Linked DNA regions of Macaca mulatta: region 1 is linked to region 2. A link is a contact called in public Hi-C data. All regions are on one chromosome and are shown on one strand. Each heading gives the region's core, a stretch centred on a gene start, on an enhancer-like site or on the middle of the called end of the contact. The rest is flanking DNA. Distances are from core to core; before and after follow the strand shown.

The links. Hi-C and Micro-C count contacts between places; a contact is called where the count stands out from the background.
Region 1: a Hi-C map of fetal cortex germinal zone shows a contact between it and region 2, with 2.7 times the contacts expected there. The contact joins the promoter of SIPA1L2 here to the promoter of NTPCR in region 2. A contact is called at or near these places in 3 of 14 Hi-C or Micro-C datasets (fetal cortex germinal zone, fetal cortical plate and liver).

The regions. Positions count from the first base shown.
Region 1 is chr1:16,421,319-16,426,870 of T2T-MMU8v2.0, reverse strand. It overlaps SIPA1L2 (signal induced proliferation associated 1 like 2), which reads right to left and starts at 3,823. Exons shown (of 23, transcript XM_077998594.1): 1 at 3,666-3,823. It overlaps LOC144337349, which reads left to right and starts at 2,804. Exons shown (of 3, transcript XM_077981986.1): 1 at 2,804-2,834; 2 at 2,940-3,190; 3 at 4,212-4,657. The coding sequence starts at 2,804. The coding sequence ends at 4,523.
Region 2 is chr1:16,104,075-16,109,754 of T2T-MMU8v2.0, reverse strand. NTPCR (nucleoside-triphosphatase, cancer-related) reads left to right here and starts at 4,034. Exons shown (of 5, transcript NM_001267032.1): 1 at 4,034-4,089. The coding sequence starts at 4,056.

The sequences.
Region 1 (5,552 bases), core at 2,574-5,073, 320 kb before region 2:
TTACACAGCTTTAACTACAGTAAGCATCATAGAAACCAAATCATGATCTGATAATTCCCCTATTAGACTAAAAGTTACATTCCATACATTTAAAGCTCTTTGAGAAAATCCATGATTTAAATACATAAAAAGCATTTAATGAAAAACATATACTTAAAGCAACTGGGTAAAATCTGTGGCCCATACTAAAAGCCAGAAGCTCCACCCCCATACCTATGATCCAGCTCTTGCTTTATTTTCCGGACCAAGTGCTTACACTGCTTCTTATACAAGTTCATTTCACCCCATCTATAGGTAGCATGTGGGTACTGATAAAAGCTGTTTCTGATTTCATTTCCTACTTCCCAGATGTTTGCTCTGTAGTTTTTCTTTTTTCTTTTTCCTTCAGCTATTTATGAATACACTCTAATTTAGAACAAATTCAATATGTCTTATTTTAAGCTGGGCAAGGCACACAATAAATGAGCACTACCAAGATAATTTCAAGATATTTATCCAGCGTATAAGTTTGCCTACCTAGGCAAGATTTGGACAGGCTGCCATGATCTTGCTTTAGAATAAAAGTGCTTAAAAAACATCACTGGGAGCCTGCTGCTGCTGTTACTGCTGAAACTACGGGCTATTGTGCTTGTCATAAAAGGGCTTGTGCTTAGAAATGAAAAAATCAAATATCCTCTGGGGAGAAGATGTCCCTAACACAATCCCTGGTATGAATCATGCAGATACTTTAACTGCATCTCTTCCCAAAATGGATCAATGGAATCCTTTTGGAGGAATCAACGTGATTTATACCCAAAACTTAAGATGGCATTTTCTCATGAATAATACTCTCTTATAACTCTGAATCAAGCAGTGAAATTCAATCAAGCAGTAAACATCTTTTAAGTGGAAATATTGTCTAAACGGGATGACAAAACAGAACTCTGAATTCTTTAAGTCCAAACATGAAACAGACATTCTTAAATGATGTAACTAAATACAGTAACCAAGTTGTCTCTTGAAATTCAACTTTAGGAATGCCAAAAATAATAGGCCACCTCTCAATATCCGCAAAGATACTGGTATGTGTAGGTTTTCTAGGAAAGTAATAAAAAGCAACAGTTTGGGAGATCTTTTTTCTTCAATTACTAATTGTAACACTAGAAAAATTACAACCTAGGCTGCACACAAACGCAACTCAAATGGGCAGTTTACTAAACGTCTGTCATAAGAAAGCCATCTAGTGTTAACGTTTAGAATGGAGACTGCAGACAAAAGAGGCAAAGAAAAGAAAAATCTGTGCGACTATTTTGAACTTCACTGAGCAAAGCCATGAGAACCACCAAGATTCTTTGAGGGTTTTTTTCCTTGATTTTTGAAAAAAGCCATCCTTGTCAAAACCCAGTCTCAATCTAACCAAATCAAAAATGTCTACAATTTTATTTTGACCAAAATCGTGTTTTGTTGAGCATAATTCCGTGACCAATGCACTTGATTTTTTCCAATACTCAGGCCAGAGTCATCTTGGGCTAAATTAATTTAACTGAAGCAGGTTAATGATGACAAATATCTCCCAGAGGAGTAATGCCAAGTTGTTCTCTCTTTCCGAGAAGCCTCGGCTCCTCTTGTAGATGATGAGCCGAAATTGATTCTTTGGGTTTGCGGCACGGCTGAAAATTAATCTGTAGGTTTTCCTGGGGATATTCCTAGGACGTGGGCAAACTACCCTCACTGACACGGGAAGACCCGGGGAGGCACAGGAGCTGGCAAAGTGGGAAGAAAGGTCGCGCTGAGTGAGAAGGGCGCTCGCCCGGCTGCTCACGGTCTTACAAAGAGGGATCCGTCCCGGTGAGGGCGCGCGCTCGGGGCGCACCCCTTCTAGAAGGGGAATTAGCCCCGCAGCAAGTTCGGCGTCAGCCCGCCAGGCGCGCCGGGGGAGCTGCGTCGGGCAACCGCGAGCCCTTCCAGAGAGCGTTAGTCAGAGCGGAGTTCTGGGCACCTGGAGGAGGTCCTCCTCAGTGCCTGTGTCGCCGACACGGGAATAACCTTTCAGACGATCGATAACTTGGAGAGAACAGGCGGCGACGGCTCCTCTCCTAGCCTGGGCCCGGGAGCGCGGGTGCATCTGCGTCTACAAGCCGGACCCTGCCCCGTGCCCCTCGCACCCCCGCGCCCCTCGCCGCCGTCAGTCCCCCGAAGCGCCCCGAAGGGCATCCCCTTCCCCTTCGGGACAGTCACCGCCTGGCCGTAGCCATCCCGAACCTACCCTCGCCACGCTGCCCGTCGGATTCCCCGACACGAACCTTCGCAACACCGTCCGCCGGGACCTGCTACAGCCTGTGCGCGCCGGGTGGCGCGTACCCGGGCTGCCGCCTCGCCGCCCGCCGCTGCCCCGGGCTGCCCATCGGCCCGGACTCTCCCCGCGCCGGGCTCCGGCGGAGGCGGCCCGGACCCGCCGGCTGCGGCTGGAGCTCTCGGCCTGCACTCGGGCGGCCGGCGGGGGCGCGGCGCTCTTCCTCCGTCCTCCTCCTCCTCTCGCTCCGCCGGCTCCTCCCGGGCTCCCAGTCTGCCGCGCCGGCTCCCGATGCCACCGCCCGCCCGCCAGGCGGCACCGCCCCCCGCCCGCTCTGTGGGCTCCCATTGGCCGCCGCCTGCAGGCCCCCTCGGCTCCGCCCCACGATTGGGCGCGGGCGCCGTCAGTCTCACCGCCCGCCGGGCACCAGGCTCAGCCGGTGCGCTGTTCCCAGGCCCCGCGGCGCGCGGGAGCGGCGCGTCCGGGAGGGGCCCGAACGCCTTTCTTGGGGAGGGGGCTGTGGAGCGCAGCATGAGCGGCGCTGGGCGAGCTCGAGGGCCGGGCAGCCTACCTGGACTCAGGCTTATAGAGAGCTGTCGCCGTCCTCGCCGGTACTCGCTTTCGTCCCTCTGAGGAATAAGTTAAAAACCCCGAGTCTGGTTCTGAGCCTTCCTCTGGCGCAGGCGCGACCCCACCCGGCCCTCCCGTCGCCCAACTTGGGACAGACGTGGCGGCCGGGCGTTCGGATCCGTGAGCCTCGGCCGCTGGGGCTACATACACAGCCCAAGACGCCACAGAATCGCCGAGGCCGCGCAAACGCCCAAACGGCCGCATCTCGAAGTGATCCCATATGAAGAAGACAGCGCGAGGAAGCAAGACCCTGCTGTGTGCCGGCCCCCGGAGGGCGCCCCGGGCCCGGTGGGTCGGAGGGTGGGGAATCACAGAGAAACACGCAGGCAGTAAAATCTTAGGAGGACAGGGGGTGCCAGCGTGCAGGAAATGCTGCTAAGAGACCTTTAGAAGCCAGGGAAAACGGAGAGACCAGCAGTTCCAGGCACCCGCATGCCAGCCCGGTCCGCTCAGCCCTTCCTCCCTGCCCTCCAGGCAGCGCTCAGCCCACGGTAGAAATGTCTTGGATCGTTTTTCCGACGAGGAAAAATTGAACTTTTTATACCCAACGTTTCTACTTTCTTAGAAATGTTGACTCACCTTTGAGGAAGCATTACTTGAAACTATTACTGTAAATTGCTTGACATTTGAATTAGATGCAGAAAGATTAAAGGGTCTCAGAAGAATCTTTTAAGCTAGACTGGAATTGACTCTGCCTAAATGGACAGCAACAGTCATCTATACGCAGAAATAATAAAGCAGGTGGAGGGAGCCTCTAACTTACCTTCCAGCGACACCGTAGGATTTCCTGAGCAGACCTTTTTGTCAGAGTTTTGAGCTGGGTTCCCAGAGACTGGATTGGGGCTTTCAGTTCCTCCCCTTCTAGAGTCAGACTTCTTCCTGAAGAGAGAATGTTATCTCTACTTCCCTATCACAAACACTTCCTAGAACACAGCCCTGTTAAAAGTTAAATACAGGCGGTCCCTCCCACACTATATTTCTCTGTGATCTGAAGCTGTACACATTATACAATCTTTTGTATCTCTTTAAATTATAGGTATAATCTGTGGGATTAGGTATAACTAAACAGGTCAAAAAGCAATCCTGTGACATAATACAATTCCTGAGCACTCCAGGTTTTGATGAGTTTCCCAACTGTCACCCCATTATCAGCATTTACAAGATTGTCATGTATTCATTTAACAAACATTCGTGGAGATCCTCTGATGTTCCAGACCATGCTAGGTGCTGGGAATATAAAATGCACAGGACATAAGGCTCGGCTCTTCAAGAGCTCACCATCTGACAGGTGTATTCTCATTCATTGTAGATACTCTACAAGAGATATCAACATTATCTCCTATGTACTCAACAAAACCCTACAGGAGCAGCACCCGTGAAGGAACTTTTCCTGGGAGTGCCTAGGGAGGACATACTCACGTTTCACCTTATTGCACGTTTCATTGTCTGTAAGGGCCTTGAGGAGAAGAACTACATCTCCTCCAGCATTTTGATCCCTAAAGCACAAATCGACTGCAGCTCGGAGCAGATCCTGGATCAGTGGGTGGTCATTGAGGTGGGTCTTGCTGCTACAGCTGCAAATGTCCATTGTCTAATAGATGAAGAGGAACCCACTCCTTAATATCCAATACATAATGATCATACATGGAAGTCTGACCAGACACTCTTCGATGACGGTGCTAGCCGCAATTCTCACCCTCTCACCTTCCCATCCCACTTCTTGTGCTTTGCAAACTAAAACTGAAATATCCTAAGTCCCACTACCAAGGTTGACAGTATTTTTTTTAACGCCTGTAATTGATTCTGTGGAGTAAATATTTGTGTGCGTTTCTGAAGGTCCATGGGACTTTCTGACTTTCCCAGAACTCCACGTCACATGAGGTTGGCCTTCATCGGAATATTCCTGCCTTCAGCAGGTGCTGAGTGAGCCCCTTTGCTGTGCAGAACAAAGGTGATACATACAGGCAAGAGCAAAACCCATAAGGTATCCACCTCACAGTCAACCGCGAGAGATCTTCAAGAGACACATCTCAGGAATGATTCTGAACCTTCTTCACCAAATAAAATATTCCAGAAATAGTATTAGATTTTAATGTGTGTGTCCTTCCTTGCTAGTCTTCCTACCAGCAGCCCTCTTGTTTCTTGCCTTTTTAGGCAAACAGCCTGAAACTTAGCGCAGAGACGGTGGAACTGCAGCACGTGTGAAGATATCAGTGCATCATTTTGGCCTCAGGACATCTTACTGAAAATAATTCTATATTAAAGCTATACATTTTGCTTAAATCAAAAAAAAAAATCAATGGTGAATTACAAAATTGTATTTGCCTAAAGGCTAGTGTGAACTTACCACTTTCGCCTTCTCGCAGGCCAAGGTTTTCCCTCCCCTTGTTGCCCAAGCCTCACTTTCTATCCCTCAAAACTCTTCTTTCTTCTGTGAATTGCATCATGTTCTAGGGGTTCCCAAAGAAACAAACTCAAGGGATTAATTCTTTTTACAATTTTGATTCAGCACATCCACTCCTGAAATAATTCCAACATCACTCTTACCTATTTTTCTCTAAGTGTAAAGAGAGCTGGAGTTCAAAGACATACCAACTGTCTACCCTGTTCCAAGGTTTTGAACTTCTTGGCTGACCTTACCTGGTACTTC
Region 2 (5,680 bases), core at 2,785-5,284:
AGTCTCCACTCTGTTCCTCAGGCTGGAGTGCAGTGGTGCGATCTCGGCTCACTGCAACTTCCGCCTCCTGGGTTCGAATGATTCTCCTGCCTCAGCCTCTCAAGTAGCTGGGATTACAGGTGGCCACCACCACACCTGGCTAATTTTTGTATTTTTAGTAGAGAAGGGGTTTCACCTTGTTGGCCAGGCCAGTCTGGAACTCCCGACCTCAAGCGATCTACCCGCCTTGGCCTCCCAAAGTGCTGAGATTATAGGCATGAGCTACTGCACCCAGCCTAGATTCTTGCTTTTGGGGGAATTCATAACTGGGTGGCAGAAGAGGTAGATGCCAGCAATCAGGGGGGTGCCGTAAGGGAAGGCCAAGGAAGCAGGAGCTGGGCCTGGAGAATCACAAAGCCTTGGGAAGCAGTAACAGTTGAGCCCATCCTGGAGAATGAGTAAGGGGTGACTGGGGAGAGTGGGAGGGGAGGCCTCTTACACCCCCTCTCACTTCCCCTTGTCCCTCTGCTTCAGTCATGGTGGCTGGTGGCTGTCTTTGATCCCCACTGGCTAGGAGTGGATGTGTTGCCCGGATCATGTGCTTCTTCAGAGTCAATTACTGAGGCTGGGAAGACAGAATGATCTCATTGACCAGGCTTGGGTCATGTATTCTCCTTGGAGAATGAGAAGAGGAGGGAGGTTCTCTTCTATCAATCACAGAGCCTGGGAGAAAAGGGGTTCCTAAAAGGAGAATTTAGCTGCTATTTCCATCCAGTGAAATGAACAGTGGGCTGGTCAAACAACACAACGGTCTCTCTTCCCACTTTGTTGTTTTCACATCTATACTTTTTATTTGTTTCAGTTTTCAGTTTTCCTGTACTTAGAAAACTGTATCCTAAATATGCCAGAACTCTCATTCTGTGTCCAGCCAGGAAGATGCCACTGGATGCCAGTAGCAGTTGGGCGTGGGGGACATCCAGGCATGCGCTGCAGGAAGGGGTGGGGTGAGGGTGTAGAGTCAACTCTGCTTCTGTCCTACTGGGTTACTGGCAGGATAGAACATTGTTCTGCACAGGGATTAGAACTCAGGGTATGAATGGCTCAGACGTTAGGTACAGACTGCATTAAACACTCATTCTATAACCACAGCTGACAAGACAACCAGCTTACAATAAAGTATTATTAGCCTTTGACTTGTCTGTAAGAAGGAAATACCTTGTTTAACCACATGAAACCTTTTGCATTACTTCCCAAGTGTTCCTTTAACAGTTTGATGACCATTCATCCTGGTTTGCTTGGGATTGAGGGGCTTTCTAAGACACAGAATTTGCAGTTTAAAAATTAGGACAGTTCTGGGAAAAGGGTAGATATGAAAACAAAATAAACAGTGTTTTTTGGACTTTAGGGTATTTTATAACCATAGAGACTGTAGAGTTGTACCTACAAACTGCTTTAATAAAGAACTGCACTGCATCCTGTCAAAAGTGAGGCTGCACCCAGGTGTTGCAGGAAGAAATCATTGGAATCACTTGTTTCTTAGGTAATTCTACCTTGTGTGTTAGCTCAGGCTACTATAATAGAGTACCACAGATGGGTGGCTTAAACAAACAAACAAAAAACAAAAACAAAAACAAAAACAACATTTACTTCTTGCAACTCTGGAGGCTGAAGTTTAAGATCAGGGTGCCAACATGATTGGGTTCTTAGGGAAGGCCCTCATCTTGGTTGACAGAGAGCAGTCTTCTCGTATCTTCACATGGCAGAGAGCAGAGAGAAAGCAAGTTTCTCCTTTTTGTAAGGGCACTAATCACATTCATGAGGGCTCCACCCTCATGACCTGATTACCTAATTGCTTCCCTAAGGCCCCACACTTTAATACCTTCACCTTGTGGGTTAGGATTTCAACAATAAGAATTTTGGGGAGACACAAACATCTGTCCATTGGATGTTGATAAGAAGCAAAAGTTGGATTCAGTATGGTACAGTACGTTAAGATCCCATTTATTTTAAAATTTGTTTCCATTTATGTCCTCTTCTTTTGTTGTTAATCTCTAAGGGATATAAGCTATTTAATTTGTTGTTACTGTTGCCCAATAACGCATACAGGAAACTGTAGAAATTAAGCATCAAATCGATGAATTTTCTAACATGAAGATATCCATGTAACCAGCATCCAAATAATTTATTTTCCATGGATAAAGAACACTCATCTATGAAGTCTTTTTTTCTGTTTTGTGAGACATCGATTCACTACATCTGGATTCCATGTATCTTTGAGCTATTTAAACTGATGCCAGAATTCCAGGCACAGCATCAAAACAAAATAACCCAACTTAAGGTGAGCCTTGCAAATCCAAACTGCTTTTCAGTGATGGAAAATGCCACATGATTAACACTTAAAATTAATATTTTTGATACAAGAGATATATACTTTTTCTTTCCTTTTTTTTTTTTTGGAAGCTCCTCCTATGGATTTACCTTACTATATCAGCTTTTCATTGTATTCAATATGCATGGAGTGCAAAATAAATCAAGGTGGAAGACCCTACATTACCAGCTGGGATAACAGTATACTGTTACAATAATATAGCATTACAAGTGTTGCAGAAATGGTGATGACAGCTGTATTTTACAAATCCGACTTTTTTTTTTTTAGATAATCATTGGACTGGTATAAGTCTCAGGCTAAAGGGAAACCAGGAGGTCCACGTGTGGGCAGAAATCAATTAAGTTGAACACTCACTGAATTGCTTTCTCAGCCAGGATGGGGAATGACTGACCACAAATTAAGCTGTACACATGTTAGACTGAGAGTTTACAGGTAAAAGTGGCCCAAGGCCACTGCCACGTCATTCGTTGGCTGGAACGCTTGCAGTGGTAAAGTAAGACGGAGAAGCTATTTAATTCTTTGCAAGAGACCTTTATACACTTTGGTGTGAAGGTAAAGAGGGAAAACTAGGCTTCCCATGCATGGCTGAGGACGGGAAGTCTGCCTACACCAGTGGTTCTCAACCCTAGCGCACTTCAGGAACTTCCTGGAGTTTAGAAAGAAGAAAAAGAATACAGATGCTCAGGACTCGCCCAAGACCAATTACTCATGTTAAACAAGATATATGGGAGGTCATTGTTTTGGACTGGCCCTAGCAGACTAGACCAAACCAGAATCGAGTCACTTGTGCCAAGTGCCATGTAGCCAAACTGAACTTTGAAACAGGCCAGTTTTCCCAAAAACCAGGAGATTTTAATCAACCTGAGTCAGTACAATAACGAAGTCCAATCTGTTTTAACCCTATAAGGAAAGTAACTTTGAAATACCCACTCGTTGTTGTTTTTTCTTCAGCCTTTTTTTGCCCATAAAGCCAGCCTCCTCTGCGCAGCTTACTGGAACACTCTACTTGCTTTAATGGAATGATCTATTTCCGGTTCTAGATCCTAAATATAAGCCAATTAGATCTTTAAACTAAACTTGTAATTTTGTCAGAAGACATCCCTTGTTACTGCAGGTGAAACCCAGGCATCAGAACAAGTTTAAAACTCCCCAGCTGATTCTATTCTGCAGGAATGGCTGAGAACAAGGTTGGAGTCATTAACATGGCATCCCCCTTTGAGGAATGCTTCCAGGTCACAAACCTTCTACAAAAGGGCTGTCCCCGCAGCCTTGGGCAATTTCAGCTCCTAGGTCCGGAGGCAAGGGGCAGAACCTGGGTGATGGCGCTCACTTGAAGCAGCAACAGTTTAATAACTGACGTTCTCACGCACTTATCTCTGCAAATACCCCACAAAAGCCCGGAACCCAGCATAAAACTTAGAGACCGCACAACCCGCTCCGCTTTTAGGAACTGCCGCCGCAGACGCAGAAATGCCGAGGGTTGAGTACGCAGGCGCGGATCGAGGACGTGGTAGAAGGCGCATGCGTGGTCTTGAGGGCGGTGCTTCCGGTCGAAGTACCGCTTGGGGGCGGGGACTGCGACACGCGGTGGGCGGGTCCTGAATCGCGACCCTAGTCCGGACCTGAGCTGAGTAGCGACCCCAACCCGGACTGGTACCCAGACCGCAACCCCTGCCCCCGCCCCCGCATGGCCCGGCACGTGTTCCTAACAGGGCCCCCAGGTAACCCTGCGGGGATCCCCACCTCCGAGAGGCCAAGGGGGTGGGGGCGCGCGGGCTGGGGGCGACCCTGTGCTGTCGGGGACGGACCCCGGCTCCAGGGCTCCGGCCTCTGAAGTTCCCAATTTAAATGGCGGGCTTGGTAGTCTGAAGAGTTTGTACTCCTTCCTGGAAAACGTGATTTAAAAGACGTAGGGCCTAAAGGATTAGAACACACTTGTGAAGGGTCCTAGGCCGGCTTCTTGATGAAGGGCTGAAACCGCAGGGGCCAGCGGCAGCGGTAACTCCTTACTTTAGTGTTGACGTTGTGGTCTGCACAAATGGTATTTCAAGAGATCTGCAGCAACCGTGATGTGAAGTGGAGATGTCTGATTTCTATTGGTAGTCACAGGTACTTCCTTACTGTGGGTCTTTGCTACATTCATCGTGCAAAAACATGGTAAATTTTAGTTGGAGGAGAGCAAAGCTGAAGTTGTAACCTTTCTTTCCCATCGGAGTTCATCCCCCCACGCCATCCCCGTCTCCATCCCCACGAATTCCCACCACAGCTGAGGCAGCAGGTGGAGAAGCTTTGGTACCTACAGGAGCCCTTCTTAGACACGCTTGCTTGTTCCTGTCGCTGTCCCCTCCTGACGTCTGTCAGATCCCTCAACCCTGTGGCCTGTGGAGTTCTCATCTGAGAAGTGGGATAGCGTTGAGGTCAGATGAGAGGTGTAGGAGGAGATGCTTTTAAATCAAGGCGCGACCCATTTATCAAGCATTACTAAAAAGGACAGGTAGGATGGTGGTGGTCGCATCAGATAGGCTAAAAACAAGAAAGACGTGCTAAGAGTGGAGAGAGTGATTTCAGCTGCTTTTTAAGGCAAATCTAATTTTGAAGTTTATTGTGGGTTCAGGTATCAAAGGCCGTAACCCTGGATCTAGAATTCTCTTTCACTTTATTTTAATGATTATGTTTAGCCGTAAGTAGCAAAGGCTACAGCTAATATTGCAGACTTTGGAATTTTATCAGGCATTGGATGGGGGAGATGGGGAGCAGAGGGTGAGGAGGAGGAGGAGGGTGGTTTGAGAAATGCCTGCTATCTAAAGTCACTCCTAAGTACTGCAAAGAACTGTTTTCTGAAAGTTGGTTTGTCGGTCCTTTATTTGAAACTTGGAATGCAGTTTGATACTCAGCAGGTTGACCCCAAGGCATCTGTGTGTTTTATAATGGAGGTGTCCTGTTACCGTGATTGTATTGGTGGTGGTTCTTGCTTCTCCTTTCTTTATCAAAGTCTTATCTACAGGTAGTTGAAAGACTCAGATTCTACAGTGTAGCTCTCTTAAACCTGTCCTCAAATTCACACACCTTTGTCTTTTCTCCTCCTCTTCTTAATGTAGTTACAATGTAACTTACATTAGTCAATGTTTATAGTATTATGGCCATGTAAAGATAATCACAACAGAGCCACATAATAATCTATCGTTTATCTTCCATTTATTTATTTATTTTAGAGACAGGATCTTGCTCTATCACCCAGGCTGGAGTGCAGTGAAACAATTAAAGCTCACTGCATTCTCAAACTCCCTAGGCTTAAGTGATCCTCCCGCTTCA